Linked DNA regions of Mus musculus: region 1 is linked to region 2. A link is a contact called in public HiChIP or PLAC-seq data. All regions are on one chromosome and are shown on one strand. Each heading gives the region's core, a stretch centred on a gene start, on an enhancer-like site or on the middle of the called end of the contact. The rest is flanking DNA. Distances are from core to core; before and after follow the strand shown.

Region 1 (4,482 bases), core at 1,207-3,706, 49 kb before region 2:
TTTGACACAATCTAGAGTCATCTGAGATGGAAGCCCAGATGAGAAAATACCTCCATCAAACTGGCCTGTGGGCAGGCCTGTGGGAAGTTTTCCCTGTCTCCACCTGAGTTTCTGTCCTGAGTTCCCCCCACCCCAAAATGGCTGTTAACATGTTAGTAAGCATTAGAAACCTAGTCTTCCCCAAGTCACTTTGGTCATGGCGTTTATCACAGCAATGGAGAGCAAACTAGGACCGTGTCTCACCTGTCTCAGATGGCATTTTTTTTTTTTTTGGTTTTTCAAGACAGGGTTTCTCTGTATAGCCCTGGCTGTCCTGGAACTCACTTTGTAGACCAGGCTGGCCTCGAACTCAGAGATCCACCTGCCTCTGCCTCCCGAGTGCTGGGATTAAAGGCATGCTTCTTTCTACTCTTTGATAGGTTATCTCTTCGATGAAATGAGCCGAATTAAATCTGATTAGATTATAGTAAAGGCAGGTTTATTGTGAAGCTGCTCTCGGGTAGGTGAGTTCACTGACCCCAAGGACCAAAGCCAAGGAAGTTACCATGGGGAAAGGGAGGGAGGGGAGGGAGAGAGAAAGAAAGGAGGGAGCGGTACACACAGAGAGAGAAAGGTGAAGAAGAGGGATAGAGGGAGACCAAAATGTCTGCATTGTATATGGAGGAGCCTCTGAGGGAAGAGCAGCTATCCTCTGGTCTGGAGAGTTCAGGGTTTCGGGCCAGGTAGGGACTGAGGGATGCTGGGAGAACCTGGAAGCCAGGTCTGCTTTGGTTTGTAAAATAGGCACTTCAGTCCCTTGTCCTGGGTTCGAAACCAAACACTCTTCCTGCCATTTTTCAAGCTGTCTGAAATGAGTTCAAAAATTTCAATTTTAAATAAAACGAAGAGCCGGGCATGGTGGCGCACGCCTTTAATCCCAGCACTCGGGAGGCAGAGACAGGTAGATTTCTGAGTTCGAGGCCAGCCTGGTCTACAGAGTGAGTTCCAGGACAGCCAGGGCTACACAGAGAAACCCTGTCTCAAAAACCCAAAAAAAAAAAAAAAAAAAAAAAAAGAAAAGAAAAGAAAAGAAAAAAGAAACTTCTCAGAAACTTGATTTAAAATGGAAATACTTGTATGGGACAGAATTGCAAACGTGTGTGTGTGTGTGTGTGTGTGTGTGTGTGTGTGTGTGTGTGTGTTTCCAGGATGCTGGAGACCGGGGCTGGGGGTGGGGTGTCATTTCTTTAGTCCTCCTCTTCTTTGTTGGAGGTGGCAGCCAGCCAGGGCCAAGCAGTCCTGGCAGCTTGTGTGTCTACAGTAACTCCAATGCCTGCCTGCATCTTCATAGGGTTGTTTCTCCATTCAAATTCTCGTCTTCTCTTAAGGGCACCGTAACCGTGGCTTTAAGTCACTTCCACCACTAATGTACGTTTATCATATCTCCTAAGACCTGGCCAGACATTTGGGATCTTGAGAGAAGGATCCCTGGGAATTGCTGTTAGTGTTCTTGCCCTTGGTATGACAAAATAAGATACACTGGGAAGCAAAACAACTCAGCATAGTAACTGGCTCCCTAACAAACAGGCTCTCCTTCCAGCTTGGCAGCAGGTTTCTCAGACCCTGGCTCTTGCCCTAGGGCGTACACTTTCCAGCCCAGAAGATTTCTCACTGGAACAAGATGTGGCCCTTCTAATCAAATGCTACATTCGGCTGTGTATGGTGACCCAGATCTGCAGTCCCAGGTCTGAGGTGGCAGGAAGATCAGAAGTTGGAGCTCACCATATTTCACCAAGCTAAACTCAGGGCCGGAGAGATGGAGAGAGACACCTCCCCCCTCCCCGCTTCCAGGTCTCTTTATGTAGCCCAGGTTGGCCTCGCACTCAAACTTGAGATTCACTTCTCTCGAGTCCAAATGCTGGGATTGCAGGCACCATCACGTCATACGTCACGCCCATTTTTAACCTCCTACAGATATCGATATTGGGGGCGCCCTTCCAGTGACACCACTGACCCAGGCCTCTCAGGCCAGTTGCTTGGAAGAACTCTGGGCTCTTTGAGCGTCAGGTCCTGCCGTTCAGAATAGTGATGTGTGACTCGAGCCTGCCAAGCTAGGAAGCTCCACGTCCTCGAGAGGATCGGGTCCTGGGAAACGAGGTTCCCTGACACTTAGCCAGGCTGTGCCGCAAGGTACAGACCTTTGGGCACAGACCTGGGGCCCCTCCGTGTCGTGTGCCTCACGACAAACACGTGTTAGACGGCAGAACTTCTCCTTTCGAGCTTTTGAGCACAACTCCCAGAGCAAGCAGACACCCCGCTGTGGAGGCCCGGCGTCCAGCCGAGCTTGGCGGAGCCAGAGTGGGGGTGGAGAGGGGAAGGGGTGTGGGGGGGCGGGGTGAGTGGGAGGCCGTTCTGCGGCCCAGGATTGGCGGGTGTCGGCCCTCCGCCCCCCGGCGCCGGGCCAATCGCCGAAGCCTGTTGTGTGTGGCTGGGTTGGTTCTAGACCCGCCACCCTTCCCTGGGATCTGAGCTGGGATCCTGTCCGAGCGTGCTCTCCATCCTAGCACAGGCCGAGCCGTTTTCCCGCGTCCGAGTCTAGGTGAGCTCCGGCCGCACTGACTCCCACGCCGCGCACACAGCGAGATCCTCGCTGCGGTTCGGTAGCCCGCGGGCACTCCCCATCCCTGGGCACGGACTTGGCTTCCTCTGTACCTGGACGCGCAGCTCGTGAGCCCGGTGCCTGACGCGCAGCTCGCTAAGGTCCCCGTGCTCCCACCGGGGCGTCCTGACTTGTCCCTCCACCTCGATGCCACCTGCGTCCATTGCCCTCTTCCCGCTAGTATCGACCTCCCCGCAGCCCTATGCTGAGCACCCACGTGGCCTCAGGTCCCACGACTGCTAGTCTCTGAACGTGGAGCCGGGTTCTAGGGTGACGCGCTAGAGACAAAACTGGGTCATCGATTTCCCCAGTTTTGGATGGAGACCGCTGTTTCGCAAATTGTTCTTTGGGGCACTGGTGCCGGGGTGAGGGTAAATATTGAAGTAGTGTCGTGCGGGGTGGCGGAGTCGTGGGAGAGCGGGTTCTCCTCCTTGTGCGGGACCCAGTTGGGGCGGGGGAGGGCGCGAGACCTAGGGCTGTACACCTGCGGAGAGTTTCCCACGTCACTGCCACACACTGATCGAGTGGCCAGGCGGTCTGTGCGGGAGCGTCATAGTCCTAGGAAAACCCCACTGGAAGAGCGGCCTCTCCGTGTGAGTAGGGAGGGAAGCAGGATACCCTGGGCCACATTCGCCAAGTTTGGGTTCGGGTTGTTCTATGGCTTCCCGTTCCACGAGGACGCTTAAGTGATGGCACTGGGAGAACTGCGCCTGCCATGGGTTTTGGAGAGTTCTACAGCCCGGGTCGCCTAGCAAGAGGACTTTTTAGAGGGCTCTTTTGTTTGTTTGTTTGCTTGTTTGCTTGCTTGCTTGTTTTTCGAGACAGGGTTTCTCTGAATAGCCCTGGCACTCACTTTGTAGACCAGGCTGGCCTCGCCTCGAACTCAGAAATCCACCTGCCTCTGCCTCCGGAGTGCGAGTGCTGAGATTAAGGCGTGCGCCACCTCTCCCGGTTTAGAGAGGGCTCTTGAACCTAAGGAGAGAAGCACCTGTCTAGGCCACCGCCTGGGCGCATGCGTTTTGATGTTAGTTGCTCCTCCCCCACCAAGGGAATGAATAAGATGGGCCAGTGCCAGGTAGGCTCCTGACGTCATTTTAGAGTGCTAGATCACATCTAGAATACTTAGAACACCTAGTTGTTCATGTTAGGCAAACAGAAGTTTGGGGATATGGAGAGATGGCTCAGTGGTTAAGAGCCCTTGGAGTTCTTGCAGAAGCCACTAGTGGCTCACAATCATCTGTACCTACATTTCCAGGGGATCTGACTCTCTCTTCTAGCCTCCAAGAGCAGCAGGCACACACACGCGGTGCACATACATACATGCAAGCAAAACATCCCCATACATATTAGTAAATCTAAAAGATGTATTTATTTATTGGTTGGTTGGTTGTTTGAGACAGGATCTCTACATAGCCCTGGCTGTCCTGGAACTTACTAGGTAGACTAAGCTGGCCTTGAACTCATAAAGAGTCACCTGCCTCTGCCTCCTAGGCTGGGATTAAAGGTATGCACAATGACACCCAGCTTTAAAATAAAATTTTTTTCAAGCTGTGATGCCTCATTCTTCATGGAATAACAAGAAAATGTGTACATGTTGTGTGCACACACATTTTTTTCTTGGCACTGGGCCTGGCACTTGACAACTGCCATATCTCCTCCCACCAAGCTACACATCCAACCGCTAAATAACTTTAATCTGCAATTTAGTCTGATGTGCAAAAATGGCCAACATGGAGGGGGTGCCTTTCCACTTTGTCCACAGAATTGTGCAACTTCTGTTGTCTATACAAGGCTTTGGCTTGTGTTAAATGTCACTTCGACACAGGTTAGAATCATCCGAGAAG
Region 2 (4,419 bases), core at 1,623-4,122:
GTCCTACAGGGGATTCACAAAACCCAGAGAAGGCCTTGTTGTGCGGTTTCTAAGTTCATCTTAGTCTGGCAGAGGCTCAGGCTCAAAGGGCAGACAGTGCAGTGCCCTGAAGAAGGACGCCGTGTCCTCCAAGACCTCTGCGCTTCCTTGGAGGGGGAGAAGGCACAGCAACAAGTATCAGTGCTGGGAGGGAGCGGCTTTGCAGATGCCGGCTCAAGCCTGTTTCTAAGATTACATTGGTACTTACCGCTCAAGTGGAGCAGACTCCCTGCAGGAGCAGCCGGCCCCAGGGAATCCTCACAGACACCCAGGAGAGCACTGAGCCCCACCTCACGACGAGGGGTGCACAATTAGTTAGATGGTTAAAGGGAAAATTAGCTAGAAGCCGGAAGGTAAACTGCATGAGCAGATTTCAATCACAAAAAGTAGAATCGAAGCATGGACATTACTCACTAGGTTGTCAGTTTCCGGATCTTCACAGAAGAAGGGTTTCCCATCCTTTTCTTGCTTCCTGACAAAGTTCTCAATGTCCACATCGAAGCTGGCAGACGTCGTGCCTTCTGAGCCCTGTGTGGACTGCTCACACTTCTCAAACAACAAAGCTAGCAACGGAAATAGTGGATGCCTGTGGGGAAACACAGCGAGGGTGTGCCACATCTCTCCAGAACACTCTGGGATGTGTGCACCAATGGGCCTCTCCCCACTCTGACACGGGGGTCCTTTATTCAGTCAGGTTGGCTTCTAATTCAAGGCTCTCCTGCCTCAGCCTCAAGTCCCTGGAGTTACAGATATGCATTGTCTGGCCTGTATGAATGGTTTTTGCCCGTTACTTATTTCTATATATTCTTTTAAATTTTTATTCCGTGTGTGTGTGTGTGTGTGTGTGTGTGTGTGTGTGTGTGTATACACTATGTACATGCCTGGTACCCATGGAGGCCAGGAGAGAGTAGCAGATCTCTCGGGTCCTCTGGAAGAACAGCCCATCTCCACCCTACTGAGCCATCTCTCTTAACCCATCCGTTACTTGTTGTTACTTGTTTTTTAATTTGTTTATGGTATGGCTACTCTGAGTGGAAACGAAATATTTTTAATTGGGTTAGTTCTACACTATATGAAAATATTTTTTCAAAACTCCTAATCTTTTTTTTTTTGGTTGTTTTTGTTTTTCAAGACAGTGTTTTTCTATGTATCCCTGGCTGTCCTGGAACTCACTCTGTAGACCAGGCTGTAGACTCAGAAATCCGCCTGCCTCTGCCTCCCAAGTACTGCCACCACGCCCAGCCTAAAACTCCTAATCTTTTCATTAATTTTTTTCTTGTTATTTGTTCTATGTTCTATTTGTCTCATTACATAGTCCAGGCTGGCCTTGATTCTTACTCCTGTAGTCCCAGCCTTCCAAGGCCTGGGATTAGAGCACAGACTATACCGTGCCTGGATTCCAATCTTTATTGTGAACTACCCAACAATAAAATGGGTCGTTTTGGTGCTTACATCCTTCCATGTGTGTCTAGCCATCCCTACAAACAGGACACAGAGCAGCTCCAGGACTCCCAGTCCTTCCTGCTGTCCCTTTGAGCACCACGCTGGAAGCCCTGGTCCCAGCAGGGGTTACCATCATCAAGTTTTCTCTTGGTGTAATGGAAAAGCAATTATGCAAAATGCAAGCCTTTGGAGAAGGGCTTCCGATAGCTGGGGCTCATGTGAACACGTGTGTGCAGCCACATGCCTTCCTTTCAGTGGGCCCAGGCTGTTTCTAGTGTGAAGATCAAGAGTGAAGCTTCTAACACACTGTGCTGTGTACAGCTAGCTATACATCTACATACCTGTGCTCACAGTGTCACAGTGCACTACTGTCAAAGGGAGGAAGCACGGCCAGGTGCGTGGCACACTTGGGAGGCAGAGGCAGGAGGATCGTTGTGAGTTCAAGGCCAGCTTTATCTATGTAGTGAGTTCCAGAACAGGCCAGGCCTACAGAGAGATCCTAACTCAAAAAGTATGAGGCAACCTAAACCCAAGTGCTCAAGTATCTGCTGATAGACAAATGTAGTATATAAACAGTGGAATAGTGGTTCAGCCTCAAAGAGGAAGAAAGTCCCAGCAGACTCTATATTACAGTCCTGTTTAAAACATTTGATGTGAAGGGAGCCAGTCAAGAAAAGATACTACATAACTGAAGTGAGTGCTCTCTCAGGAGATACCTGAGGAGTTGAGGTCAAGAGAACAAAACGACAGTTTCTACAACTGCGCAGCTATGTGAAGGTCAGAGGACAAAACTGTGGCGTTCTCCTCACTCTCTGTGGGTTCGGAGTCAAGCTCAGGTCATCTCATTTGCATGGTAAGTGCTTGCCTTGCTGAGCCAGCTCTACCCCACTTTCCCTCTTAGAGTCTTATTATGTAGTCCAGACTGGTCTGGAACTGCCTCTCCCCAGTGCTGAGATTCTAAATGTGCACCACCATGATTTGCCTGAAGATTTCCTGAAAGGTTACCCAAATTCAGGTTTATATTATTATTCTTTTATTATTAGAAGTACCATCTCAACCTGGAAAGTGTCAGTCTAGATCCCAGCTCTGACTTCCACTTCACACGTGTGCATCCTCTCTAGTCCTCTGAAAACCACACAGTCCACACCCAGGCACTACCTATAAATGGCCTGCTTGTCGGCATCCATTGGGGTCTGAGACTCGATGGGAGGAGGACTCACTCCTTCTGCATCTGGGTCAGAGCAGTTGGGATCTTGCTCTGTTTTTAACTCCGTGACCACCTGCATCTGTAAAAGACGAAGTTCTGTTACAGAATACATAAACAGTGCTGCTAACACTGAACTGGACGATTACAGAACTGCCAATAACAACACACCACCAAGAGCAGCAACCCTTGGACTCTTTCTCGAATGTCTAAGAGCAGACAGCACAAAGGGCACGTGTATTAGGAAGTGAGAGGACTTGGAAGCTGTCAGTGTGCATGGCTGACAGGCACTACACAGTAGAAGCTGACTCTTCTAGCCACACAGCTCCCAGTGAGTGACTTGGCGAGAGGGTGAACAGCAGGTCTGTTCTTCTTATATTCATATACAAAACACTCAGGTTCAAGTTCTCCCACACGGAACCCTGTGCCATTATGCAAATGTGAACATGGGCTGGGGATATAGGTCATGTGCAACTTCCTTCCTAGCTCTGACCCCCAGCATACACTCACGTACACACACACACACACACACACACACACACACACACACACACACATGCGCGGTGTGATAGGTGGTTGTGAACCATAGTGTGAGGTTCTAGGAAGCAAACTTCAGCCCTCTGTAAGAACAGTATGAGCTCCTAACCAGTGAGCCATCTCTTCTACCCCAACATACAATTTTAAACAAAGGGCACTTTATCTAGAAAGTAAAGGCCAGCTGTGTTTACTAGGTTGTAACATTTTCACTGTGGTAAATAAGCTATGTACCTGCCTCTTAGATAAAATGTATTTAAGTCCTTAATGAAATATTGGTTACCCCTCCCCCCGAAACTTACTGACATAAGAGTCAAACTGTCCTTAGAGGCCACCCTGTCTCCACACATCCTGAAGGAGCACCAGCCAGGAGCCCCACCCCCAATGCTGTCCCCCAGAATGCTCTCCAGCAGTCCAGAAGGACATCCATCCTGTTGCCTTTAGAGATGGCACAACATACTTGGAGAATTCTCTCTTTTTTTTTTTTTACTTTCAAAAAACAAGGCAACCTGGGGGCTAGAGAGCGAAGAACACTCGCTGGCTATTCTTCCACAGAACCTGCTTTTGGTTCCTAAGCACCCCCAGGGCTCCCAAGCACCTGTTAACTACAGTTCTAGGGGACCCAACACCCACTTCTGGCCTCTGAGGGTTCCTCCACAGGTATGGAACATATCAACTCACACAGGCTCACACACATACATATTCTTAAAATAATAATGAAGCAACTAGCCAGACAAGGTGGCTCACACTTTTAATCCCAGCACTCAAGGGCAGAGGCAGGTGGATTACTGTGAGTTTAAGGCCAGCCTGGTCTACACAGTGAACACCAGGCAAGCCAGGGCTATTCAGTGAGATATGACCTCAGAAAATTAAATAAACAAATATGCAATGAAAGCCTAAACAAACACAATCCTTTTAAAGATGGCCTGATGGTGTGTATAAAAAAAAAATCACAGGGGCTGGAGAGCTGGCTCAGAAGCTAAAAAAAATACTGACTGATCTTCCAAAGGACTAGCGTTCAATTCCCAGCACCCACATGGCAGTTCACAACTGCCTGTAACTCTAAGATCTGACATTCTCACGCAGACATACATGCAGACAAAACACCAATGCACATAAAATAAATACAACACTTAAAAAAAAAAAAAAAAAAAAAAGCATTCAGGCAGAGGCAGGTGGATTTCTGAGTTCGAGGCCAG

The links. HiChIP or PLAC-seq counts read pairs in DNA pulled down with a chosen protein or histone mark.
Region 1: an H3K4me3 HiChIP or PLAC-seq map of embryonic stem cells shows a contact between it and region 2, with 44 read pairs. The contact joins the promoter of Cbs here to the enhancer-like site in region 2. A contact is called at or near these places in 7 of 39 promoter capture datasets (the 3T3-L1 cell line, 3T3-L1-derived adipocytes, the C10 cell line and 3 more), 23 of 484 Hi-C or Micro-C datasets (the G1E-ER4 cell line, the MNK3 cell line, the NIH/3T3 cell line and 13 more), 9 of 115 datasets of contacts at active chromatin or transcription factors (the HPC-7 cell line, double positive thymocytes, embryonic fibroblasts and 4 more) and 4 of 9 other capture datasets (adipose tissue, embryonic stem cells, liver and 1 more).

Annotation. Positions count from the first base shown.
Region 1 is chr17:31,635,179-31,639,660 of GRCm38.p6, reverse strand. Cbs (cystathionine beta-synthase) reads left to right here and starts at 2,456. Exons shown (of 17, transcript NM_144855.3): 1 at 2,456-2,578.
Region 2 is chr17:31,586,809-31,591,227 of GRCm38.p6, reverse strand. Pknox1 (Pbx/knotted 1 homeobox) reads right to left here. Exons shown (of 11, transcript NM_016670.3): 3 at 2,641-2,768; 4 at 454-625. Among named protein-coding and RNA genes, the nearest start is that of Pknox1, 24 kb to the right of the region's middle. Within about 2 kb of position 2,872, at least 10 of the 459 cell types and tissues checked have an H3K27ac peak or open chromatin away from gene starts, as enhancers often do. A contact at or near this core is called in embryonic stem cells and liver, where this site is marked.